Regions from separate parts of the Sus scrofa genome. Here all the other regions are linked to region 1. The links are chromatin contacts, called in public Hi-C, HiChIP or PLAC-seq and promoter capture Hi-C maps. All regions are on one chromosome and are shown on one strand. Each heading gives the region's core, a stretch centred on a gene start, on an enhancer-like site or on the middle of the called end of the contact. The rest is flanking DNA. Distances are from core to core; before and after follow the strand shown. Region 1 holds the start of NCOA6 (nuclear receptor coactivator 6). Region 2 holds the start of AHCY (adenosylhomocysteinase). Region 3 holds the start of EDEM2 (ER degradation-enhancing alpha-mannosidase-like protein 2). Region 4 overlaps MMP24 (matrix metalloproteinase-24). Region 5 holds the start of EIF6 (eukaryotic translation initiation factor 6). Region 6 holds the start of DYNLRB1 (dynein light chain roadblock-type 1).

Region 1 (4,187 bases), core at 416-2,915:
TGGAAGAATCAGTATGTGCAAGGTCCTGAGAAGAGAGGAAGTACAATGTGTGAAGGTCAGTGTAGTTTCAGCCACTCCAGAGAGGGGAAGAGGGCCTGAGAGAAGTCTGGAGATGTGGGAAGGGCAAAAGTGAGACAGATATTTGGTCTTTATCTTTCTTTTTTTTTCTTTTTACGGCTGCACTGCATTCTGAAGTTCCCAGGCTAGGGGTCAAATTGGAGCTGCAGCTGCCGGCCTGTATCACAGCCACAGCAACACCAGATAGCCACATATGCGACCTACATCACAGCTTGCAGCAATGCTAGATCCTTAACCCACTGAGCAAGGTAAGGAGTTGAACCCACATCCTTATGAATGCTATGTAGAGTTCTCAGCCCTCTGAGCCACAATGGGAACTACTATTCAGCCTTTATCTTTTGGAAGTTCCCAGGCCAGGGATCGCACCCACACCACAGCAGCAACCCAAGCCACTGCAGTGACAACGCTGGATCCTTAACCTGCTGCGCCACAAAAGAACTCCCATTTGGCCTTTATCTTAAGAGCAGTGTGGAGCCATCACATAGTTTTTTTTTTTTTTTTTTTTTTTTTGCTTTTGCTTTTTTTAGGGCCACACTTGCAGCATAGGGAAGTTCCCAAGCTAGGGGTCGAACCAGAGCTACAGATGCCAGCCTAAGCCACAGCTATAGCAATGCAGGATCCTTAACACACGGAAGGAGGCCAGGGATGGAATCTGCATCATCATGGAGCCTAGTTGGGTTCCTTAACCGCTGAGCCATGAAGGGAACTCCCCATCAAACAGTTTTAAATACAGGAGAGGCATGATCAGATTTCTTAGAAACATTACTCTAACAGGAGGGTGGAAAAGAGATCGAAGGGGAGCTAAGGAGAACATGAAAAGGCCTTAGATGGCTACTTCACCAGTCCGGGCACACACAGAGTGTGTGCTCAATAAATATTTGTGGAATGAAAGGATTCTTTTTCTTAGATAAGACTAGTGTGCCTGAGCTGTGCAATCTAATATGATGCTTGTAACAGACCTTTAATTTCCATTTTATAGATGAGAAAGCTGAGTTCAGAGGCAGAGAAAATCACATAGCTATCGAGTGAAAGCCAGATCCGAATGCAGGCCTATGACAGACATCAGTGCTGGGTAGGCCTTCCTACAGTTGTGGAGAGGGGAGGGGGCCACACTCCCTTGTACCTTCAGAGCTTGGTAGGGCAACTGTGATGGGAGAAAGTAGAGAGGGACTTACAAGCAAATAATAAAGGCTAAAGTTTATCATCATTAACGTTATTACATACTATGTGTCAGGCACTGTGTCAAGCGCTTTCCATGCCTTCCTTCATTTCCTCTTTGCAAACACTATTATTATCTGTATATTTCATGTGCATAGATCGAGGCTTATGGAGAGTTGACCTGCCCAAGGACATTCAGCCAGAGGGCTCTTATAGGATTGTGCAGTGACTGCAAAGTGGAGGCAGAAGCCACTGACGACACTACCTCGTCGAGATACAAAACCAGCAGATCGCCACACTAAGCTCTATACCGAAGTGAGCGGGCGCGCGCTACCTCGCGCACTCGGAGACGTTTGGTCACGTGGCCAATTCCCCGCCCCTAGTCCGCCCCGCCCTCTCCCGCGCTCCCTCCCTCTCTCCCTCCCTCCCCCTCCCTCCCCGGCCCGGTCCGGCCCATCCCCCTCCCCGCCGGCTCCCTGAGGCCCAGCCGGGTCGGGCTGCGGGCGGCCGGGAGCCGACGGCCAGATAGACCCGCGCAGGCGAGGACGGACGGACGGACACACGGAGGGCCGCGGGCATCCACGGCCCGGGCCGGTGCTCCGAGGCCCGCCCGGGAGGGCTGGGGCCGCGCTCAGGTGAGGTGACGGCGACGCGGGCCCGTAAGGGGTGGGCCCGCCGGGCGTCCCTGGTGCTGGCCCGGTTAGCTTCGTGGGAAGGAGGCGCCGCCCGGGCCCGGCGCGGGAAAATGGCGCCGGCCGACCGTGGAGCACGGCCCCTGTGCGGGCCCGGCCCGGAGCCGCCCCGCCTGCCTGCCCGCCGCGCTCGTGTCCCCGTCGCCATGTTGGGGAGCGGGCCCCGGGCCTACGGGCGGGGGCGCTGGAGGGAGCGGGGGGCTTGGGCGGGATGGGGAGGGTGCAGGACAAGGTGTCTGGGGCGCTCAGGGAGTGCTGAGCCGGCCAGGGTCTGCACCGGGTGGCGCTCCAGGCCCGAAGAACTGGCGGGAGCCGGACGTGGGGTCGTGGTCGGGGTCGCGGAGAAGGGACGTTGGGTCCAAACGGAGCTGGGGTCTGGATCACTGGGGCTAGGAGAGCAGGATCTGGAGCTGGTTTAGGCAGTGTTCATGATCCCAGGCAGGTAGGGCGCGGAGGGGCGTGGGATCTGAGCTCAGGCTGTCAGGGCTGGGACAGTTCTTTGGGGTTGTGATTAGAAATGGGGGCCCTTTAGGTACAGACGCTGGTATCAGATTGGGGGCAGTCTTCGGAGTCTCAGGGCAAGTCCGTATAACTCCCAGGGGGCTGAGGACATATTTGCCCTCAGGATCCTCCACTCCTCATTGGGAAGAGGAACAGAATAAAGTAAGGCTTTGATGAGGAAAAGAGAAAAGGGGGACTGAGGTTTGGATGCAGGAGCTGGCCAGCAAGAGATGCGGAATGAAAGTGGTTGGCCAGAAGAGTCTCCATCAACTTTGGGAGTTTGTGTGTGTCTTTAAAAGGAGGGACCAGGCTGTTTGTGGGCGGTGACCCAAGGTGTCTTCCCAGGAAGGGAACAGCCCACTGTTTTAAGAGCAGGGTCACCTGGGGAGGTCATCCGAAAGGTGTTAGTGAAGCCAGTAGGAATGGTGCAGAGGAATGAATGTATAGTTCTTAGATCATGTAAGGATTTCAGATCATGTAGTGATTTTAGCTGAGACAGAAAGGAAAACATGACTTCTAAAGATCTAAGCAGTTAATGGCAGAAGAGGTACTGGAACTTAGCCTGCTGCTGTCTCATTCAACACATTGTCTTAGAGGAATTTGCTAGCTGGGAGAAATTGTTAGGGAGTCAAGCATGGCAGCATATGTCAAAGAATCATTAAATAATTTATTTTGTTTTTGTAATGAGTTTGTCTAGTACAAAAACTGAAAGGGATACAGGAGCCCAGTGGGTTAAGAATCTGACCACAGCAGCTTGGGTCGCTGCAGAGGTGCTGGTTCCATCCCTGGCCTGCACGGTGGATTGACGGATCCAGCATTGCTGCAGCTGTGGCTCACATTCTGTCCCTGGCAAGGGAAATTCCATGTGCTGGGGATGGGGCCATAGGAAACAAAACAAAACAACACTGAATAGGATACAAAAAAAGTATAGGTAACCAGCTATTTGATGAGAGAAGTTTCATTTGTCCAGAGAATTTATCTTTAGGACCCTTTTGACATCTAACTTTCTAGAGGTTTAAGAGCTGCTCCGTCTCTTTTAGGTGTTTACTAAACAGCAAAGGGACACAAAAAGCTTAAGAAGGCAATAGTAAACGATGGTAGAGACCCAGGATCTCTATCATGACCAAACTGTAATTGAAGTTTAATCATGGTAGAGAAGAATTCACAGTCCCCATGGGCTATGAGGGAATTCTGAGAGAAACTGCAAATTAGTCATATAAGTAATTCCAGGGCTCCCACATAACAAAAAGGACTTTCAACAAAAAGGTTATGAGGATGTTTGTAGCAATAAGATTTTCAGTATATGTCCAGTACCTGTATACAGCAACATAATTTATTTGTTTTGGGTCTCTCTATGCTGGAAGGCCTAACTTTGTCTATGCCCTTTAGCATCTAGCAAAGGTTATGGATTCTTCTCAGAATAGTTTTTAATTGCATAAAATAAAATACATTGGAGTATAGAGAAACCAATTAATATTGAAATACCTAAGTATACAAGTTGTGATATAATAATACAGATATATGTCCAATAATTATACTTTTAAAGATGTGATGAATATCTGTAATTTTTAAGATAGCTGTAACAACTGTAATATAAAGATATCTGTGATTACTGTGCAGAGACACAGATACTGCTAATACCAGATGGTTTATTGCCTACATTCATATTTGAAGAAAATAGTTCCTTTTGGTTAGAAGTCAGTGAAAATAAAGAGGTAATTTTTTTTCCTGTCCAAGTTCACAGATGCCCCTGAATTC
Region 2 (3,903 bases), core at 656-3,155, 480 kb after region 1:
TCCACTGTTGATCGGAGTATAGACTGAGATAACTGCTTGGGAAATAGTTTCATATTACCTAGTTAAGTTGGACATGAGTGTATGTATTCAAGCAATTTGGCTCACAAATATATCTACATCTATATCCATATAGGTACACACACATGAGAATATTAAGCAGTAGTCTTTATGGCAGCAAAAAAAAAAAAAAAAAAAACTGAAACAATCCAATGTCCATCAAAAATAGAATAAGTAAATAAGTGGATTATACAGAAATGAAAATAAATGAACCACAGCTATAGCCCTTACAGAAATGACTCTCAAAAGCAGTGTTGAGGGAATTCCTGTTGTGGCTCAGTGGTTATGGAACCAGACTAGTATCCATGAGGATGCAGGTTCGATCCCTGGCCTTGTCAGTGAGTTAAGGATCTGGCATTGCCATGAGCTGTGGTGTAGGTCACAGATGTGGCTCGGATCTTGCGTTGTTGTGGCTGTGGTGTAGCTGCCGGCCTACACTACAGCCACAGCTCCAATTCGACCCTTAGCCTGGGAAATTCCATATACTGCAGGTGTATGGAAAAGACAAAAGACAGGAAAAAACAACAACAACAACAACAAAACAAACCAACAATGTTGAGGAATTCTCCTGCGGTGCAGCAGGTTAAGGATCTGGTGTTGTCACTGCACCAGCTTGGGTTGCTGCTGTGGCTCAGGTTAGATCCCTCCTTGGGAACTTCCACATGCCAAAGGCACTGCCAAAAAAAAAAAAAAAAAAAAAAAAAAATAGAACTGAAAGAGAAAAGTAAGTTGCAGAAGAATATGTATCCTATGATTTCATTTACACAAAGGTGAAACAGTCAAAACTAAGCAATGCATGGTTTAGTGGGTTAAGGATCTGGCATTCCTGTGGCTGTGGCTGGCAGCTACAGCTCCGATTTGATCTCTAGCCTGGGAACTTCCATATGCCACAGGTGCAGCCCTAAAAAGCAAAAAAGAAAAAAACAATTCTGTCAGACTGACAAGTGATGACAGGGATGTGGATCAACAAGCCCTCTCAGACACTGCTGGTGATAGGATGAGCTACCTTGGAAAACAATTTGGTAATATCTAGGAAAGTTAAAAATGTGCCTTTATCTCAAAAACTCCACCCCTGAGTACACTTATGGTTCCAGGACACCTACTCATGGGCTAAGAGGCAATGTTCATTTTTTCATATACACAATAATGGCAGACTGTATAAAATCTGAATATAGAACAGGTAAATTAATCACACGATGTATACAATAAAATACTATACAGCAGCAAAACTCTATGCATGACCCTTACAAATATTAACAGAAAAAAAGCAAGTTGCAGAAGAGTAAGTACAGTATGGCACTATTTAAATAAAGGTTTTAAACACAGAGTGACTTCTATGAAGCATTTAATGATTTATGCATATGTAGTAAAAGTATTAAAAATGCATACAAATCTACCTAAACTCAGCATGGTGGGAGGAGGGTGGAAGGTCTCCCATGTGCTAGGTGTTGACATATTGCAACTTTACCTATTTGTATGGTAGGTATCATTCTGCCCAATTTATAGAAGAGGAAATTGAGGTTCTGGGAAGTGAACTGGTTGGAATTTCAATTTCACTCGGTTTTGGCGTCGGATTCACTGATTGAATGAATGAAGTTAAAGATGGCCTCAGGTTTGATATCAGGCCTCTCCTGGAACTCCTTTCGCTACGCTGCTCGGGAGGTGGAAGGTCCCCGTAAGCTAAAAACTGGTCTGAACCCCAACCAAAGTCCGTTCTGGTCCCGCCCCCCTCCGTTGGGCCCCGCCCCCCTGCGTTGGGCCCCGCCCCGACCGCTCAGCACCAGCGGGACTCATGAATATGCAAGCTACGGTAAGATATTTAAAGGCGCCGGTGCCACTCGCAGATCCCTGCCCGGCGCCGCCCGCCCTGCGTTTGTCCCCAGCCCAAGGCCGGCCCCCTTCGCTCGTGTCCATCACTACGTGTGGAAGCGCCGCCAGCATGTCGGAGAAGCTGCCTTACAAAGTCGGTGAGTCCCTGGACATGCAGGGTAGGGGCCTGCTGGGACGGCAGCCACAGGGCCGAATCGGGGCGCTCAGGAGGAGCCCCTTGAATCGCTGGCTTGGCGCGGTCTTTGGCCGCGCGAGGCCTTCTGGGGGCTGGAGTTCTTCCGCCGCCATGAGCAGGTCTTCGGAGGCGGCCGCGCACTACGAGTCCCGGCGTGCCCCGCGAGGCCGGGTGCAGCGGCGCGGGCTGCGGAGTGGTGAACTCGCGGCGTGTTCCACACGGAGCCGGCTGGGGCGGGCGGGGAGCGCACACCTAACCGAGGCCTGGGACCAATGGCACCTGCTGGGGCCAACACCGGGGAGCCTGGATCCTGCCTCCTGGGTCTGGACCAGCTCTTTGGCCCCCTGGGTGGTCCTGGGCAAGTGCTTATCCCTCTCTGGGCCACCTACAGGGAAGACGAGGTCATTAAGACCCCGAAGGGCACGTGAGGAGAGGCCTGGAGACTGAGCCGACACAAGCACTAGTCCACTTACAAGGGACTTTGGGCTTGTTACTCAACCTCTGGGGTCACCCACCTGGCCAACAGGGACAATCGTACAGAGAATCTCGAAGAAATTTTGGAGTGGCTAGAAAAATCCTTACTGCTCTCCTAGGGATTGAAGCTGTGCATTGATAGTTAATGTTTACTGGGCTTTTACTGTGGAATGGGCACTGCCTTCTACCTTTATTCTAGATTAATTCATTTTCTTCTCACGGTTTTTTAGGATAGGGGCTGTTACTTTATCATTTTACAATGAGTATACTGAGATACAGGAAAAAAGGTTAACTTGTCCATGATCTTATAGCTGGGAGGTGGTGGAGCAGGATATAAATCCAGATCCTGCTCACCTTTTCACCACAGTATATAAGTGAACACATCTGAAACAGCCCCACTGACCTTTCAGGAAAAAACTGTTCAGGCAGACTATCAGTTTTTAAAGTAAATTCAAGACACCATTCTACCCAGAGAAAGGCATCAATATTTATGGAGCTGTGTATCTGGGGGTTTGCATTTGTTTACAGAATGACCTTTAGAGGTGGACTTTATCCCATTATACAGAGGAAGAAGCTGAAGGTGTAATAGGAAATGACTTGGAAAGATTCTGTGGAAATAGTAACTTACCAATAGTTGTTTATCAAGTTGCAGCCCAGAGCAGACTCTTGTCCCTGTGGTGTGAATGAAGTGGAAGCCTAGAAAGGTTAAATCAAGGTCATGTCAGTGGGAGAGTTGGAAAAAGGGCTTGTCATACTGTGGAGAGATGGGTGAGTTAGGGTTGAGGGCTTTGGGTTGTATGGGAGGAGGTAAGACTGCATTTGGAAGTGGAGGAGCTTGGCAGGGTAGGGTTGGAGGAAGGAAGTCTCCATTAGGGAGGGCATACTGTGCTTGCCCATGTTGCATCTTCTTTAATCTTCAGGGCTCATAGGAAGGTTAGGGATGGTTATTCCCACTTTACAGATGAAGAAACTGAGGCTCAGGGAGGGTTTTGCTATTTTTCCTCTTGGCTTGTCCTGGAACAGGTGTTACTGCAAGTCCTCAGTTCCCTGGGCACCAAAAACCCCAAAGCTTAGAGTATCAGACCCTCCTGTACCCTTTGAGTACATCAGGCCTAGTCCTGAGTATACAGCTGTCCTGAGGGCAGTGAAAGAGTTCTTTTTAGCTAGAGGGACAGGTGGTGGCAGAGGGGGTGGAACTTAGGATAGGACAGAACCATTGTCCACTACTGCTGGGCCTCTCCTAGGAGCCTCTAGCTCTAGCCCCACCTTTGCCAGCCCCGCCTCTGCCTTTGACTGGCTGTGGAAGCAAACCTGGGGCAAACCCCTCTCTGAGCCTAGGAGTTAGACTGGGTTCAGATTTGTTTTTT
Region 3 (4,209 bases), core at 1,597-4,096, 290 kb before region 1:
GAATCCCCAAAACAGAACATGGCTTCTTGAGATCACACAGAGACTGTGACTAAACCAGTACTAGAACCAATGGCTTCTGACCATGAGTCCATGGCTTGTTACTCTCAACACAGAGTCCAAGAAGACCTACCTTGGATACTGATACACTCTGCGTGTCCTCCAAACACCCACAGGAAGACTTGAACACTCTGTGATTCCAAGTATTCTCCAAAAGAGGTCTTTGTGTCAAAGATTGCGAGCATGTCAAGGGAAAGGTCTGTGGCTTGGCTACTTTGTGATCTTCAATGTATGCTTGGCACTGTGCTTCAAGATCTTTTAGGGCAGAAAATATTGCCTATAACACCTGGGATTATTAGGGGCAGATGCTCAATAAATAGAATTAATAAACCTGCATTTAAAAAGAATGGGGTTAGGGAAGGGAATAGTTATTAAGAAATTGATATGTTCTAGTCACTGTGCTAGAATTTTCACCACTATCTCATTTAATCCCCAGAAATCCTTTATGGCATTTTCCATTTCCAGATTTTGAATCAGGAAATTAAGTTTCAGAGAGGTTAGGCAACTTACTCTGAGTGTCTTCACAAGTAAACATTCAAGATTGACACTTCTCTGGTGGACTATAACCTTCTAAAATCTAATATGATCATCAAAGAGTGAGAAGTAAAGCCAAGAAGAGAGAGAACTAATGCTTTCCAGAAGGTTTTTTTTTTTAAGTTTTTTTTTCATGAGAAACAATAAAATCAACCATAAAAATTGTGAAAATAGGTCACGATTGTATTTGCATTATGACAATGTGGAAATGCATGTTTTCATCAGGCTAGAAAAAGAAAACAAATTATGAGTTTGTCAATTTTTCTCATAAAAAGAGACCTATCATTACCAAACCCAGGCAACCTGTCCCCCACCCTCCATGTAACCACTTACTCCACACTAGAGTTTTGAATGGAGATAAAAAGATAAGCTACAGGACTTCTATGGAGAAGGACAATTAGGGCTGGGCGAGTTTCATAACTTGGAATGGTCCATATCTGAAAAAATCCTAGTACCTGTGATAGGCTAAAAAATGGTCCCCTAGGAGTTCTCTTGTGGGGCAGCAGGTTAAGTATTTGGCACTGTCACTGCAGTGGCTTGGGTCACTGCTATGGCACAGACTTGATCCCTGGCCGGGGAACTTCTGCGTGCTGCAGGCATGGCCAAAAAGAGAAAAAAAAAAAAAAGGGTCCCCTAAACATAATTAGATCCTAGTCTTTGAAATCTATAAGTATACTCTGTTTGGAAAGAGGGTCTTTGCTGATGTGATTAAGTTAAGGGTATTTATTTATTTTAATTATTTTATTTTACTTTTACAGCTGTACCTGTAGAATATGAAAGTTCCCAGCCTAGGGGTCAAAGCAGAACTGTAGCTGCTGGCCTACGCCACAGCCACAAGAGCTTGCAGCAATGCTGGATCCTTAACCCACTGAGTGATTCCAGAGATTGAACCCACATCTTCACAGACACTATACTGGGTTCTTAACCTGCTGAGCCACAGTGGGAACTCTCAAGTTAAGGATCCTGAGATGGGAGATCATACTGTATTATCTAGGTGGCCCCAACTGCAGTCATAATGTCCTTCTGGGAGAGCAGAGGGAGAGGTATGACACACACCCACAGAAAAGGAGGTGATAAGAACACTGAGGCAAAGATTGGAGTGATAGGGCCACAGGCCAAGGAATGCCAGCAACTGTCTTTTCCCCAGGAGAAGCTGGAGCAGCAAGGAGCAGATTCTTCCTCAGAGGCTCCAGGGGGAGGGCACCCTGATAATATCTTGATTTTGGCTCAGTGAAACTAATTTCAGGCCTCTAGCCTCTAGAACTGTGTTAGGGTACATTTCTGTTGCTTTAAGCCACCAAGTTTGTGGTAATTATACTTTGTTACAGCAGTCACAGGAATTTAATACTATGCCCCTGTGTTGTTACCTGAGTCTCAGTATACTGTCATCTCCTTTCCCTTCCATCTGGCACTTCCCAGAGGAGTTGCCAAAAGCATCGTAAAATTTTTTGTGTTTCTGTTCTATCACGCAGTGTGACATGCTCACTGAATCCTCGTAATCCTATTAGGCAAATACTAATATTATTCCTATTTTACAAATGAGTAAAATACCCAGAAGACAAGCTAGTCAGACCACACTCCTAACAAGGATGGAGCTAGTATTCTAACTCAGGTCTTCTCAATCTAAGGCCCACACTTTTTTTTTCCTTTTTTTGGCTCATGCCTGCAGCATGTGGAAGTTCCTGGGCCAGGACCAGAACTACATCACAGCAGCAATAACACCTGATCGGTAATCCATTGCACCACCAGATAACTCCAAGGCCCATGCTTAACCTCTACTCTGTGCTACCTTAAGCTCTCTGGGTTATGTTAGAGTTTTAATTCTTATATCTACTGACAGCATTTCAAGGTATTAATTTGAAGGTTGTTTTCAAGGATGCTGGTCCAAAGGGGACCAAACAAGTCTTCATTCCAGCTCAAGGAATTAAGCTGCCACTTCCATCTGTCTTTTTCATCAAAAAGAAAAGAATGAAGTCTCCCTTCAAATCCAGGGTTAAGTCTACTAAATATCATACTGCCTAAAATCATGTGTGTTGCTGTGGTCTAAAATGCTGACCAACTTTAAGAAGCTTTTTTAAAACGCTGTTGCTAAAGCATTAGTAAGAGTAACTGTAAGAGCCACTGTCTTTAGGACACGTTCATCTCGACTAGAGAGACTGTATATCCCAAGATGCTCTTTGCTTGGGTTCCGCCGCTTATTGCATTCTGGGGCTTGTAGTCCACAACTGAGTGGTTGATGTATCAGCACGCAGGCGCAGTGGCGCGAACTCCCGGAAGACTCAGCAAAGGCTCCCAGGATGAACGGGTGGCGGTGGCTGCTGCTGCTGTGGCCGCGCTGACAGGACACGAGCTCTATGCCTTTCCGGCTGCTCGTCCCGCTTGGCCTCCTGTGCGCGCTGCTGCCCTTGCACCATGGTGCGCCGGGCCCCGATGGCACCGCGCCCGACCCCGCGCACTACAGGTGAAGGGGGTCAGGCTCCCCGCCCTTCCATAGTTGGGGAATGGGAAGCGCAGACCTGGTCCCCTCCCTTGCCCTCTGTCCCAGGATACCCACCCTGACCTGCTGGGACCCCACCTCTGGGCTCCGGCAGAAATCAGGTGGTGATTCCCACTTTCCACCCTATTTCTTGTCCTTTCCCCTGACTGGTTTCCTTTGGTGGCCCCCTCCTTATTTCTTGTACCCCGCATCAGGGAGCGAGTCAAGGCCATGTTCTACCACGCCTACGACAGCTACCTGGAGAATGCCTTTCCCTACGACGAGCTGCGACCTCTCACCTGTGACGGGCACGACACCTGGGGCAGGTAGTGCGAGCGGAGGAGCAACAGGGCGGCCGGGGTCTGGCAGTCCTGTCCTAGGCGGGCGGGGCTGCTGGGACTGGTGCCTTCATGGTTTCCTCACTGGTTCCTGAAAACTTGCTAGCCAGGGTGGGGTCGCTTTCCCCTCAATTCGGGTCAGCACCACCAGGATCCACCCAACCTCCGGGAAAGCTGGATCTCATAGTGGAAAAAGGCTGGGTTAGCCTGGTGGGCTGGGCCTCTGGGCTCGGGCCACAAGTGTAACAGGCATCAGCTGTTGGGATTTGGGCAAATCTCTGGAGCTGTAGGATATGTGGAAGGGCTTCAAGAAATCAGAAGACCCAACCCCTTCATGTTACAAGTGGGCAAACAGGCCCATTAGGGGATGTAACTCTTGGCAAACATGAAACATCTGAGCTTTGGTAGTGTTTAGTGTAACTGAAACACGCTTCCCCCTTTACCCTCACATCCCTGACTGCTTCTTGAGATCTCAGCTCAAAATGTCCTCTCAGCCACAGTTCCCCTAACTACCCACCTCCTACAGGTCACACTCACAAACCACCCTTTTTATTTTCTTTGTAGCACTACTCACTCTGATACTGTCGTTTTCACTTATCTACTAGTGTGTCTTTCTTACTTCCACTAGAATAAAAATCTATGAAAGGTGGAATTCTCCATCTCGTTCCTTGCTGAACGAGTGAAGAATCATTGCATTTGCCTGAAGCTGACATGGATTAAACACTGTGCTAAGCATTTTGCTTGTGTCATCTCATGTAATTAACGCCCCTAGGAGTCAAGTGCCTTTACCTCTATTTTACAAGT
Region 4 (4,401 bases), core at 817-3,316, 400 kb before region 1:
GCAATGTGGGATCCGAGCCGCATCTGTGACCCACACCATAGCTCACGGCAACACCGGATCTTCAACCCACTGAGCAAGGCCAGGGATCGAACCCGCAACCTCATGGTTCCTAGTCAGATTTGTTAACCACTGAGCCACGACGGGAACTCCTGAACTTTTATTTCTAATTGATAGAAGTTAAAATTTTAATAGCCGCATGTTGCTATGACTACCTTAGGACACCAAAGATCCCAAATCAATATCCCAGCCTGTATCTCTGAGCTACAGAGGTCAATCTGCTGCTCTACAATTACAAAAGCCAAGAACTTTGGGGCAGTCCTTCTCCTGACACTCATTTGTAATCTGTCAGTAAATACAGTGCATTTCATTTTCAAAATAGCTTCCAGTTCCCACCCCTCCATCCCCCTTTCCAGTCTAGTCCTCCACTGCTTCACCTGTGGATATCCTGTCCATCCTCCAGGCTCTGGGTGGGGCCACCTCCTCTGTGAGGTCCTCCTCCCATGCTGCACATGGGGGGGCCATGCTATGTGGACATGCATGTGCTCAAGTAAACTGGTCTTCCCCTCACAAGTGACTTGACAAAAACAAGAACTTCCTGCAGAACTATGAACTGAGAACGGGGTAGCAGCCTTCTCATATCTTATCAAGATATATCAACCTAGTTTCTCTTTTCGCGTTTAAGAAAAAAGCTCTGGTAATAATATCCATCGCATTGTATCATATTACTCAGGCAGATACGTGAATCTCTTAGCTAGAGGTTGGACCCCTTGACGTGAACCCAGGAGGTGAGAGGAGGTGTGTGGAAGGTGAGGTGGATAGAGAAGAGGGAGCGGGTGTCTCTCCCAGTTGCAGCTCAGACCTGCCCTGCCAGGTTACCCAAATGTGTGTGTGTGGGTAAGCAGCCTTGCCCCCTCTGCTTAAGCAAAGACATCAGAGGTCTCTAAAGGTCAGACAGAGGTCAGAGACAGAGCAGCTGCCCCCTCCCCGCCCAGGCAGGCAGTCATGGCCCAGCCCCAGGGAAGGAACGGTGGCCCGTCTGCCCTGCCACACACCGTAGATCTTCTGGATGCCCTGGAGATCGTCCTGAGGCAGCTTGAAGTTGTGTGTCTCCATGTACTGGTAGAAGGGTGCCATGATGGCGCTGGGGTCATTGGAGTGCTCCAGTCCCAGCGCGTGGCCCAGCTCATGCACAGCCACCAGGAAGAGGTCATTCCCTGTGGAGAAGGGGAGGGGGAGGTACCCACTTAGGTGTCATCCAGTTAGTCCTTTACTTCAGCAAATGCGAGCAAAAGCTTTGTGCCAGGCCCTGTGCCGGGGACATTTAGAGAAATCAGACACATCCCTGCCTTCTAGAACTCTCCATATAGTGGCAGATAGGGACAGAGACACAAACTAAGTGAAATTAGTGTTCCAGGCACTTCAGTAGCTGTCAGTAATGGTAGAGAGGATTCCACACAGGGAGGAGCCATTAAAATTTGAAGGAAAATGTTCAGGGAAAGCTTCATCAAGGTGAGCCTTCAGTTGGGTTGCGAAAGATAAGCAATGAGTTGGGAGAATGGACTCAGTGGGTAGGAGAGGAAGCGGGTTGAGGGTGGCGTTCCTGGCAGAGGGAATGCTGTAAACAAGATCCAGGGACACGCGGTTTCATTCCACTTGGCTCTGGAACAAAGCAGGAGGGGAAGGCCAGAGGGAGATGAGGTCAGCCAGGCTGGCAGGCAGGGCTTGTGATGCCATGCAAAGAAATCTGGATTGGCTCTTTGACCAGTGGGGAGTTTAAGCAGGAGTGGGGGTGGTGACACGATGAAATCACTCTGGCTGCAGTGGGAGGAGGGATTAGAGGGTGATGAGACCAGAGGCAGGGAGATAACTAGGGTCTGTCTGGATGCCAGTATGAGGGTCTGCACCAAGGCGGAGGGAGTGGGATGGGCAGAGGGGAATCCTGGGGGTGGCGGGCTGGTGGTCATCTTCAGAGACCCAGGGGCAGGCGGGGCCTCGGCCGTGCGGCATCTCTCAGTCCTGAAAGAACTGAACGAAGGCCAAGACCAAGGCACGGATTCAAATGTGAGTGAAAACAAAGTCCAGGTGCTGAAAGTGGGACACGGGATCCCGAGGCAGCCACATGTCATAGGAGTCATGAGCCTGGGCCCTTGAACAAGACAGGCCTCGTTCATTTCCAGCTCTCCCCCCACCAGCTTTGTGAATTTGGCCAGAAGGTCTACCCCCTGAGCCTCAGTTTCCTCATCTGTTCCATGGGGAAATCACACCTGCCTCACAGGGCTGTGTGAGGATTGGCTAAGACAGTAGGTATTAATGGCGTGACACTGTGCAGCTGCTGCTGTTACCTTGCATAAGACAGAAGCTTGGGGACTAAAACAAACCTATTCACCAGAAAGGAAGCACAAGGCCTTTGAAGTTCCAGCCACCAGATCCTCTTTTTTTGGTCTTTTTAGGGCTGTACCCGCAGCATATGGAAGTTCCCAGGCTAGGGGTGGACTTGGAGCTATAGCTGCCGGCCTACGCCATAGCCGTAGCAATGCAGGACCTGAGCCAAGTCTGTGACCCATACCACAGCTCATGGCAATGCTGGATCCTTAACCAACTGATCAAGACCAGGGATTGAACCCGTGTCCTCATAGATACTAGTTGGGTTCGTTACCACTGAGCCACGATGGGAACTCCAACCAGATCCTCTTAAAGCCTGAGCTTCTAGAAACTCTCCGAGCTTCTGGAAACTCCCCTGAGCTTCTGGATCTGGCCTGGGACAGGGCAAGGCCTGATATTGGGGGGATTAAGTAACCCTGGCTTTGGGAAAGAAATGCAAGGGGCGGAGGATTGGTCAGGCTGTTGAATCAACAGTCCTGACTCTGGTATGTCCCATCATAGATTTCTGTTTGCCTTGACCTCTGGCATTTGAAGGCCCTCTGAGCCCTGCCTCCACTGCCCAGCCCTAAAGCATGTCTCAGTCCATTCCTGCCACCTCAAAGTACAGGGGAGGCTGCCAGGAGCCAAGGAGGTGGTCAGAAGTCCTAACGCCCACTCCCAGCCCCATTGTCACAGGCAAAACTGTCCTACCCAACCCGGCTGAGGGCCCCATGGGGCCAGGTAAGGCTGGAATTGTGTGTGGCCCTCCTGGCTAAGGTCTTGGGAAGAGAGAAGAGCCCTGAGGGGCAGACCTGGTCGCACAGGTGCATGCCTGCAGCTTGCTCGGCTGACACAACCAGTGCCTTCAGTGTAGGGGGGATGGGCAGGACCAGTGCAAGGTTGGCCAAGAGCTTGGGGCTGGCCTTCTGCTGGGGCAGGGCAAGCTGGCATAAGGAGGCCAGGCCGCCCCCAGTTCCTTCCTCAGGTCCTGGTCCCTCTGGCAGCAGGGAAGGGTGAGCTCATCTCTGAGCTCCATCCCAAACAAAGGCGGCTGCTTGAGCCAGCGGAAGGCAGCTCCGCTTCCCGGGGTCCAGTCCTGGCTCTGCTCCTGGCCTGTTCTGCGACCCAGGACAAGCTGTTCAGGCCTATGTCTCCTGAACAGACCCTTCTTCAGGGATCGACAGGGATCTCAGTGGAGAACCAGGGAGCTAGGGCTGAGCACCTGGCAAAGCTCAAAATATTTGTCCTCAGCCTGTGTCTTTTACTCTGTTAGCCTCAATGTTGCATCTCTGTGGAGAACAGGAGTAAGCCCTTGAAGGAAGGGGGCCTGTGGGTTTGTTCTAGGGACCAAAAGGCAGAGAGCTGGGGAGTTGGCATCCTACTGCACAGAAGCCTAAGAGACCTGATAAGTGGGGGCTACTCTGGGGAGGGGCAGGAGAACTCCCTGGAGTGAGGGGAAAGCAGAGGGCTGGAGAAGACCCGTGCTCAGTGGGCAGGAGGCCACTAGGGGCAGAGAGGCAGAGTGGTCAGAAGTGTGGTCCCTGGGAGCTAGACTGCCATGAATCCCGGCTCTGTCATGCCTTAGCAGTGTGACATTTTAAATCTCTTCCTCGGTAAAATGAAGGGAATAATTGTATCTTCATCATAAGAATGGGGTGAAGATTAATGAGGAGAGGTACCTAAAGCACTCACATCGCCTCCAGGCATAGAACTATCACAGTTAATTAGCAGGGTCATGCTGAGTGGTGTGTGAAAGGCTAGCATCCTCAATAGGGAGCGTTCCTTTGAGCTGGGAGCTCAAGTCCTTGGGCCTCCTAGCAAGCACCCAACAGTCTGCTTGGCTACTCAGTGGAAACTTGTCTGCTCCATTCGCTTCTCTTGGGACCTCCATTTTCAGTGAGTTCCATCTCATTGATTCCTGTAACCCCCTCAAAAGGTTATAGCATTTCCTTTTGCCTCTGTTCTTTTGCCAGTGCTGTCTCCTCCACCTGGAACAGCCTTACTTCTTCAAAGTTCAGCTCAGTGCCACATCCTCCAGGA
Region 5 (3,881 bases), core at 48-2,547, 420 kb before region 1:
GATAGGGTCCTTTTCCTGAGCTTGCCACCTGCCGGGGACTGTATATGTGATACAAATCAATAAAAGTGGACATGCTATGACCCAGTCGCAGCCTAGTGTATCCTGAGGAAGGCGTAGTTATAAAACTGCAGGCTGGGGACTGGGGAAGGGCATCATCCAAGGAGGGCTCCCAGATGGAGGAGAGTGGATGGCTGCAGACGGCTGGGGGTGGGGTGGGGGGAGGATAGGGGCTCCAAGCTTCCCTATGCCTTCTCTGTGAGTGACATTCTGAGAGACTCTGGGGCTTTTGCAGATTCTATAAAATGTGGGCCAAATTCATGCCCTCCAGTCCACCAGAGCAGGTCTCCTGATAGCTACCTTCTATGAAGTGGGGAGGGGTGGGGTAAGGGGGGGGGAGGGGGAGCAGAAAGTGGCTGCTTTGTGTGATTAAGCACGTGCTAGGGGCACATAGTGGGAGCTCATCAGCCCCCACACCCTTGCCCATTCTGGGTCCTCCCTGACACTGCTTTATCCATCCTCCCCCCTGCAATGGTTTCCTTTACTTCTCTGGCCGCACCTCCTTCCTCAGCCTCTGTCGCGGCCTCAGGTCTCACTTCTGCCTAGTGGACACGTTTTCCATGAGTTTCCTCATCCACCCCAGGCTTCAGTCCCAAATCTCAGCCTTTCAGTCTCTCCAGGGTTCCAGATCAGGCCTGAATATCTGTCCCGCACTTCATTCTATCCCTCACCTCCCCACACCTGCTCTTCCTCCACAGACTTTACTTCAATAAATACTTTCATCAAACAACCCATCTTCTGGAAGACATCCTTTTTTTTTTTTTTTTTTTTAAGGGCCGCACCTGCCGCATATGAAAATTCCTGTCTAGAGGTCGAATTGGAGCTACAGCTGCCAGCCTATGCCACAGCCACACCAGATCCGGAGCCCCCCTGCTGCGATCTTCACTTTGAGGCGACTCCGGATCATTTAACCCACTGAGCGACGAGGTCAGGGATTGAACCTTCATCGTCGTGGATACTAGGCGTGTTCTTAACCCGCTGAGCCACAACGGGAACTCCCAACTCCTCCATTCTGAGGCCTCACGTCCAACCAGCATTGGTCCGGACGTACTTTCTACCTAGCTCCTGATAGAATGAGCAAATGAATGAATGCGAGCTTTGTTGGAGGCGGGGCCAGGTGGGGTCGCAATCCTATTACTTGCAACCATAGAGTCCGCTCGGAGGCCAGAGCTAGAGTGGCCGCATGCGTGGCTGGGTGTGCCGCGCTCTCTCGGAAGTCTCCTAGGGTTGAGGCGGAAACGGGGACCTAAGGAGGGTTGGGGAGGACTGCTGTCGCGTGTGGAGATTGCGTTTACCTGGTGAGCGGTTGTGGCGAGAGACCGAAGGCTCAGCTCGGGCCGCCCTGCGTCGTGAGCGGTGGGGGCCCAAAGATTCGGGGCGGAAGAGTTTGGAGGGGCGCGGTGGGCGGGACCCAAGGTCTGAGGGCCCGAGACGGCCAGGGAGGGGCGCGGCGGGCCTGACGCGCAGCGGCCAGGGGCTGGACCCGGGAGAGGATCCGCCGCGCCTGAACTCCCGTCCCCCCAACCCTTAGGCCTCATGGCGGTCCGAGCGTCGTTCGAGAACAACTGTGAGATCGGCTGCTTTGCCAAACTTACTAACACCTACTGCCTGGTGGCCATCGGAGGATCAGAGAACTTCTACAGGTGCGTAGGAAGGGAGTCCGGGCCCGCGGGTATTGTATGGGTGGGTGGCGGGGAAAAGTGCTTGGAGTCGGGGGCTGCGGCAGAGGGAGGGCTCAGGCCCTTAGGCTCCTGTGCCCACCGAGCTCATGTCTCTACAGTGTATTCGAGGGAGAGCTGGCCGATACCATTCCCGTGGTTCACGCGTCCATCGCCGGCTGCCGCATCATCGGCCGCATGTGTGTGGGTAAGCCGGATGGAAGACGCCGAGGGAGGGCGTGGAGCTTCCCAGCGCCTCCCTAGAAGGGACCCTTAGTGACCCGGGGATTTCCAGGCTTTCATCTATTATCGCCGGAGATTGCAGAATCCCTCAGGCCCGGGCCAGACCAGGCTTAAGTGCCAAAAGATCAGGGGCCATCCCTGGCAAAGGGGCTTCTGGATCATAGTAATCACCAATAACATTAAGGGGTTTCACTTTTACACTTGTTTCATTCCTTTTTAACGAAGATCCTGAGAGGTAGGAATTAATGATCTAATTTGACTGATGAGGAAGCTAAGACTCAAAGAAGCCTGGTGAATCACCCAGTTCCACACCTAGTGTGAGGGAAGATTAGATTGTCCTCTCTCCTAGGCCACTGACTCTGGGCAGATTCCTTGGGGCTCAGCAGGCTTCTTTTGTATTCATGGTCCATCCTTGCCTCATCCCTCTTAATATGGGTCTCTCCAGGGAACAGGCATGGTCTCCTGGTGCCCAACAACACCACCGATCAGGAGCTGCAACACATTCGCAATTGCCTCCCGGATTCAGTGCAGATCCGGCGGGTAGAAGAACGGCTCTCAGCCCTGGGCAATGTCACCACCTGCAACGACTACGTGGCCTTAGTCCACCCAGACTTGGACAGGGTGAGGCAGCCCAGTTTGGCCCAGAGTCACAGGCTATTAGCATAGACAGTGGTTAGCCACTGTTTTTGCCTATCAGGCAGGAATTAGGGGTCTCTCTTGCAGTCTCTTTTTATATCTGGGCTCCTGCAGTTCAGGCACTCTTTGGAATATTGTGATCAGTGTCAGGAAGAAGCTAAGGAGGGTATTAATCCTTTCAGAGTCAGGGAAATTAATCCATCTGGTCCTGCAAGGTGACTCTTGAATGTGGGTTAGAGGGAAGGAGGGTCATGTGGAGACCAGCCTCTGGCTCTTCGGGCATGTGTGGATATTAGACACTCCATAGCTGGCCTAGACTCTGCTCCAAGTTGTATTCCCTCCTTTTTCCGGGCGAGCTTCCACATGCAGCTACCTGGCAGAGGAATGAAGCTTAGGGAGTCACACCCTGGGTGGATCTGGGTGTGGAGGCCCTGGGTTCTTTGATCAGCTTGTTCTTAGCCCAAGCACTGCACCTTTGGCTGACAGGAAACAGAAGAAATCCTGGCTGATGTGCTCAGGGTTGAAGTCTTCAGGCAGACAGTGGCTGATCAGGTGCTGGTAGGAAGCTACTGTGTCTTCAGCAATCAGGGCGGGCTGGTGCATCCCAAGACTTCAATCGAAGACCAGGATGAGCTGTCCTCTCTCCTTCAGGTCCCCCTTGTGGTAAGCATTCCTATTCTCTGGCCCCTGTCTTCTGCTGGAGCAGACCCCTTTTGCCCAGTATTCAGGAATCTGGGTTATTACCTGTCACAGTTTGGGGTTGGGGCTGAGGGTCAGGGAGCAGGGTTTGGTGAGTATCCTCATAAAGCAGGGGAGAGACTGGCTGTTGGTGCTGAGATTCACACTGAGCTGTCCCTTGGCAGGCGGGCACTGTGAACCGAGGCAGCGAGGTGATCGCTGCTGGGATGGTGGTGAATGACTGGTGTGCCTTCTGTGGCCTGGACACAACCAGCACAGAGCTGTCAGTGGTGGAGAGTGTCTTCAAGCTGAACGAAGCCCAGCCTAGCACAATTGCTACCAGCATGCGGGATTCCCTCATTGACAGGTATATGGGCCTCTCCTTTTGAGAGGAGGGGAGGGAGATGCTGCCTGTAACGGGAGCCACGCTGTATTAGTACTGGTAATTTCTTCTGCATGTGAGGCCACCTCTGCACACTGCTGAGCAGGCACAGGGTATAGTTAGCAAGCAGTGCTGGGTATCTGCCTATCCCCATCTCTGAAGACTCTGGTTCAGTGTATCCCCTCTCTGTCTGTCTTATTTTATAACTGACCACGTTGTTTTGTAGT
Region 6 (4,237 bases), core at 690-3,189, 300 kb after region 1:
GGAGCTGCAGATGCCAGCCTACACCACCACTCACAGCAATGCTGGATCCTTAACCCACTGAACGAGACCAGGGATTGAATCCACATCCTCATGAATACTAGTCAGGTTCGTAACTCTGGACCACGACGGGAACTCCCTATGGATGACTTTTATATCACCATCCAAAAGAGCTATCTGTCAGTTTCTACAAAATGTTTAAAATGTGCCCGTCATTAGTACCACTTCTGTTTACCGCTACACAAACACTAGCATGAGTGGGGCAAAAAAAAAAAGGACAAAAACAGCACTGTAGCATTGTCTGGAGTGAAATACTGTAATACATCTCAATGTATATACTGCAGTAGAAGATAAATACACTCCTTTAAAAGAATGAAGTACGTTTGTATATAATGACATGGAAAAATATCTGATAGTTTTTAGTGAAGAGTGTAAGTTCCAAAATGAGATTATCTACCCATATAGCCTAGAGTAAACTTAATATGTATAAATATGTTCCAATATCATGTAACAGGTTATATATAAATATGCTTATGCACTTAATAAATATGGAAAGAAACACACCCAACTGTCATTACCAGAGAGGAGTGAGGTGGGAACTACATATACTTTCTACGTTACAAACTTTGGTACTGCTTCAATTTGTTGAAATGTGCATCTAAATATATTTTGCTTTCATGAGTAGAAGCACACAATAGCATGGTAGAAGTTGCAGGAAGCTACTATTAGTGTAAGAAAAAGACAGGACATATATACATGCTGGTATACATATAAAAGGAACTAATGTTTCTAAAGGAGATTGAAGCTGGGTATCAAGGTTTGGTGGAAGATTTATTTTCACTTAGATCCTTTCAGATGCTTTTTTGTTTTTACTGTGTGCAGTTATTATCTGCTAAAAGTCAATTTCTTTTACAGTTTAAAAAGTGATATGAATGATAAAGTTACCTCATCTAGTCTATAAACTAGCTAACTATAAACTATAAATAGCTGTATCTATTCTACATACAGCTAAACTATATAAAGCAAAAACTGACGAAAACAAAACAAGTAATCTGCCTAATTATAAGTCGTTACCTCCAGGTATGGTACTGTTTCTTATTCCCTTTCAATTTTTCTTTTAGGCTTTAAATTCTTAAATACGATTTTTTAAAACCATTCACATGGTTTAACGTTCAAAAGCTCTTTCCAAGTTGTTGTTTTTTTTGTTTTGTTTTGTTTTTTACAAGTTGGGAGGATTAAAAACACAAGAAACCAAACCTGTAAAGGCATAAAGAGCCCACAGTTCCAGTCAGCAAGGCAGGAACCACAAGGGTGGATCCCGCTCGTTTCTGACTCATGCACCATTTCTCAACGGCTCGAAAGAATCACACAGAAAGGCAGCAGTCAAGTGTCTAGGGTTCAAGTCCATCTCCGTCATTTACTGGGGCAGGGCACTTAGTTTCACCGGGTTTTACATCCCGAGTGTGTAATACAGGGATAATGGTCGTACCTACTTCACAGAGCTACGGTGAGGAGGCAGGCCAGGGTATGTAAAGCGTATAGCAGTGTCTGGCACGAATTAAGTTTCTAGAAAATATAATCACTATTGTTGTTATAGCTCAACAAGGCCAAGGTTGCTAGGATGCAGGGGCCCGTGTGCCCAGCTCCGTCAATCCTTCCCCGTGGCACCAGCAACTACTTCCGGTCAAGGGACCACTGGATCCGGTGGCCCCGCCTCGGCCCCCTCGGTCCGAGTCAGGAGGCCCGCGCCGCCCCGGTTCCGCCCTCCAGACTGCTTCGGTCCGGCGCGCCCAGCCCCGCGGATGCCGCCCGGGAGGATGGACCTCTGGGCTGAGGGTGGTGGGAGGTCGTGGTTGGCCACCTCCCGGCCGCTGGCCACAAGCTCCCAGCAGATACTCACCATCTCGGACCGATCCTGTAGCTCCTCGTCGCCGGCCTTCAGCCCAGTCCCGGAGCTTCTCTGCGCCTGCGCACAGCTCCTGTCAAAGCGGACAGGCTCGGTAGCCTATCAGGAGCCAGCAGGCGGGTAGGCGGATCCTGGGGAATTGGCCCAGTGCTGTCCGCGAACAGCAAAGTAGCAATCCAGCTATGGAAAATTCCCAGCTCCAGCTATGCCGAAAAGAGGCAAGTTGGCTTTGTTGGAAGAGGCTTTCAACACTTAACCGAGGCCTGAGCTAGCTCTGGAGGTCCTGGGTGTAGGGTGGGGAGAGACTCTGAAGGAGTGGGTGTTGCTGATATCCACTTTGCTCCCGAATTGAGGCAAGGCGAGGCTCCGAGCCAAAATGCGCTAAAAAGTCCGAAATTCGAACTGGAGCCAAGAATCCATAGGGTCTCGTGAGCGACTCCCCCGGATTCCATGAGGGCACTGAGGTAAAGTGGTCGGGGCTAGCCTGGGAGTCTTTTAGTCTTAGAACCTCTAGCTCAGGGCCGCCCTTGTGTTGCCTTAGAGAAGCCACTTCAAATTTCTGTAGTCCCTCATTTGCTCACCTTTAAAAGGGGGACCCTTCTTCCTAGAGCCCTATGTTAAGTTTTCCACACAAAAAAATTCTGGGTTCTCTAGCAGGAAATAATTTGCTAAGACAACTGCCATTTAGTGAACCTTGTGCTATGTTACTGGGCTTACACCCACTCTATCTCCTGTAGCCTCAGCTTAAAGTTTCTTGGAGGCACTGGAGCTTGCTGAATTCAAGCTCCAAACTTTCATTCCACTGTCGCCTCGTTCAGTTGAGTAAGGATTTGGTTTTCCTTCCAGGGGCGTCTGCATGTTAAGAAGATTGAATAGTGACTTTATGGTGAAGAAACTTGGGAGACACCATCATAACCAGAGGATCAAGGTTAACATAACTGGTTATGGGATATACTAATATGTGCCCTCTGATAATCTTGCAAAGGGCACTTTACATCTGTGGTGTTTTTCACAAAAATCCATGGCCTTAACCATGAGAAAACATTAAACCAAACTTGAGGGACTCTATAAGGTACCCAACCAATACTCTTCAAAAAATGTCAAAGTCACACACACACACACACAAAAAGAACTGGAGTTCCCGTCGTGGCGCAGTGGTTAACGAATCCGACTAGGAACCATGAGGTTGCTCAGTGGGTTAACAATCCAGCGTTGCCATGAGCTGTGGTGTAGGTTGCAGACGCGGCTCGGATCCATCGTTGTTGTGGCTCTGGCATAGGCTGGTGGTTACAGCTCCAATTGGACCCCTAGCCTGGGAACCTCCATATGCCGCGAGAGCGGCCCAAGAAAATGGGAAAAAGACAAAAAGACCCAAAAAAAAAAAAAAAAAGTCAAAGTCTGGAAAGACAAGGAATGAATGAGAACTGTCACAGATTGAAAGAGACTGAGAAAAGGGACATTGGTGGAAAAACTAGTGAAATCTGTAAAAAGGTTTTAGTTTAGCATTATTTTACAGATGTCAACTTATATGAGATGTTAACATTGGGGAAAGCTGGATGAAGAGTGTGCAGGAGGAGTTCTCCATACTATATTTGCAACAGCTCTGTAAGTCAAATTATTTCAAAGTTTTAAAAAAAGTATTAAGACACAAAGAAGTGATTATTGAACTCTGGAAACATTCGACAAACATTTTGCAAGGGGAAGAAGGGCTGTAGTAACTGGACCTCAAAATATCCTGTAATATCCTGTAAGAGGCACAGCGGAAATGAATCTGACTAGGACCCATTAGGTTGTGGGTTCAATCCCTGGCCTCGTTCAGTGGGTTAAGGATACAGCATGGCCGGGAGCTGTGGTGTAGGTTGCAGATGCGGCTCAGATCCTGTTTAGTTGTGGCTGTGGAGATCAGCAGCTGTAGCTCCGATTCGACCCCTAGTCTGGGAAGGTCCATATGCTGCAGGTGCAGCCCTAAAAAGCAAAAAGCAAAAAAAAAAAATCCTGGAAGAAAAGCACAGAAGGATCATTACCACAATCTTACATATAGAGAACTGTACTGAGAGGGGTGAATGAATTGAACATCACAGTCACAAAAGCAAAAAAGAGAATGGCCAATGATCCATGGGTTCATGACTGATTTGGAAATAGTTAGGGCCTTGAGTGGACAGGCTTATGAGCTTTAATTAGAGTTTATTCTGTGGCAATGGAGGAAACTTGTAAAATTTTAAGAGGGGAGAACCATGAGACTGAAGTCTTCCAACGGGCATTCTAAGGTAGCACAGGTGGACTGGAGAGAATGGAAGCAATGACAAGAGATTGCTACAGCAAACCAGGGTAGGG

The links. Promoter capture Hi-C pulls out the DNA fragments that hold promoters and counts their contacts. A called contact is a pair of places that touch in the nucleus more often than the background predicts. HiChIP or PLAC-seq counts read pairs in DNA pulled down with a chosen protein or histone mark.
Region 2: a contact with region 1 is called in an H3K27ac HiChIP or PLAC-seq map of skeletal muscle, with 4 times the contacts expected there. The contact joins the promoter of AHCY here to the promoter of NCOA6 in region 1. A contact is called at or near these places in 2 of 5 promoter capture datasets (fetal liver and liver) and 2 of 2 datasets of contacts at active chromatin or transcription factors (alveolar macrophages and skeletal muscle).
Region 3: an H3K27ac HiChIP or PLAC-seq map of alveolar macrophages shows a contact between it and region 1. The contact joins the promoter of EDEM2 here to the promoter of NCOA6 in region 1. A contact is called at or near these places in 1 of 5 promoter capture datasets (fetal liver) and 2 of 2 datasets of contacts at active chromatin or transcription factors (alveolar macrophages and skeletal muscle).
Region 4: a Hi-C map of liver shows a contact between it and region 1, with 3 times the contacts expected there. The contact joins the enhancer-like site here to the promoter of NCOA6 in region 1. A contact is called at or near these places in 2 of 5 promoter capture datasets (fetal liver and liver), 1 of 47 Hi-C or Micro-C datasets (liver) and 2 of 2 datasets of contacts at active chromatin or transcription factors (alveolar macrophages and skeletal muscle).
Region 5: a contact with region 1 is called in a promoter capture Hi-C map of fetal liver, with 2.2 times the contacts expected there. The contact joins the promoter of EIF6 here to the promoter of NCOA6 in region 1. A contact is called at or near these places in 3 of 5 promoter capture datasets (fetal liver, fetal skeletal muscle and liver) and 1 of 2 datasets of contacts at active chromatin or transcription factors (alveolar macrophages).
Region 6: a contact with region 1 is called in an H3K27ac HiChIP or PLAC-seq map of skeletal muscle, with 3 times the contacts expected there. The contact joins the promoter of DYNLRB1 here to the promoter of NCOA6 in region 1. A contact is called at or near these places in 1 of 47 Hi-C or Micro-C datasets (liver) and 2 of 2 datasets of contacts at active chromatin or transcription factors (alveolar macrophages and skeletal muscle).

The regions. Positions count from the first base shown.
Region 1 is chr17:38,219,382-38,223,568 of Sscrofa11.1, reverse strand. NCOA6 (nuclear receptor coactivator 6) reads left to right here and starts at 1,665. Exons shown (of 16, transcript XM_021078293.1): 1 at 1,665-1,871.
Region 2 is chr17:37,742,380-37,746,282 of Sscrofa11.1, reverse strand. It overlaps AHCY (adenosylhomocysteinase), which reads left to right and starts at 1,905. Exons shown (of 10, transcript NM_001011727.1): 1 at 1,905-2,024. The coding sequence starts at 1,997.
Region 3 is chr17:38,513,880-38,518,088 of Sscrofa11.1, reverse strand. EDEM2 (ER degradation-enhancing alpha-mannosidase-like protein 2) reads left to right here and starts at 2,846. Exons shown (of 11, transcript XM_003359958.5): 1 at 2,846-3,052; 2 at 3,283-3,393. The coding sequence starts at 2,946.
Region 4 is chr17:38,621,781-38,626,181 of Sscrofa11.1, reverse strand. MMP24 (matrix metalloproteinase-24) reads right to left here. Exons shown (of 10, transcript XM_021077693.1): 6 at 1,053-1,214. Among named protein-coding and RNA genes, the nearest start is that of EIF6, 20 kb to the left of the region's middle. Within about 2 kb of position 2,066, at least 11 of the 83 cell types and tissues checked have an H3K27ac peak or open chromatin away from gene starts, as enhancers often do. A contact at or near this core is called in liver, where this site is marked.
Region 5 is chr17:38,641,311-38,645,191 of Sscrofa11.1, reverse strand. EIF6 (eukaryotic translation initiation factor 6) reads left to right here and starts at 1,297. Exons shown (of 7, transcript NM_001243577.1): 1 at 1,297-1,355; 2 at 1,589-1,700; 3 at 1,838-1,923; 4 at 2,404-2,579; 5 at 3,081-3,257; 6 at 3,458-3,639. The coding sequence starts at 1,594. FAM83C (protein FAM83C) reads left to right here. Exons shown (of 4, transcript XM_021078085.1): 4 at 1-207.
Region 6 is chr17:37,921,174-37,925,410 of Sscrofa11.1, reverse strand. It overlaps DYNLRB1 (dynein light chain roadblock-type 1), which reads right to left and starts at 1,939. Exons shown (of 4, transcript NM_001190180.1): 1 at 1,898-1,939. The coding sequence starts at 1,900.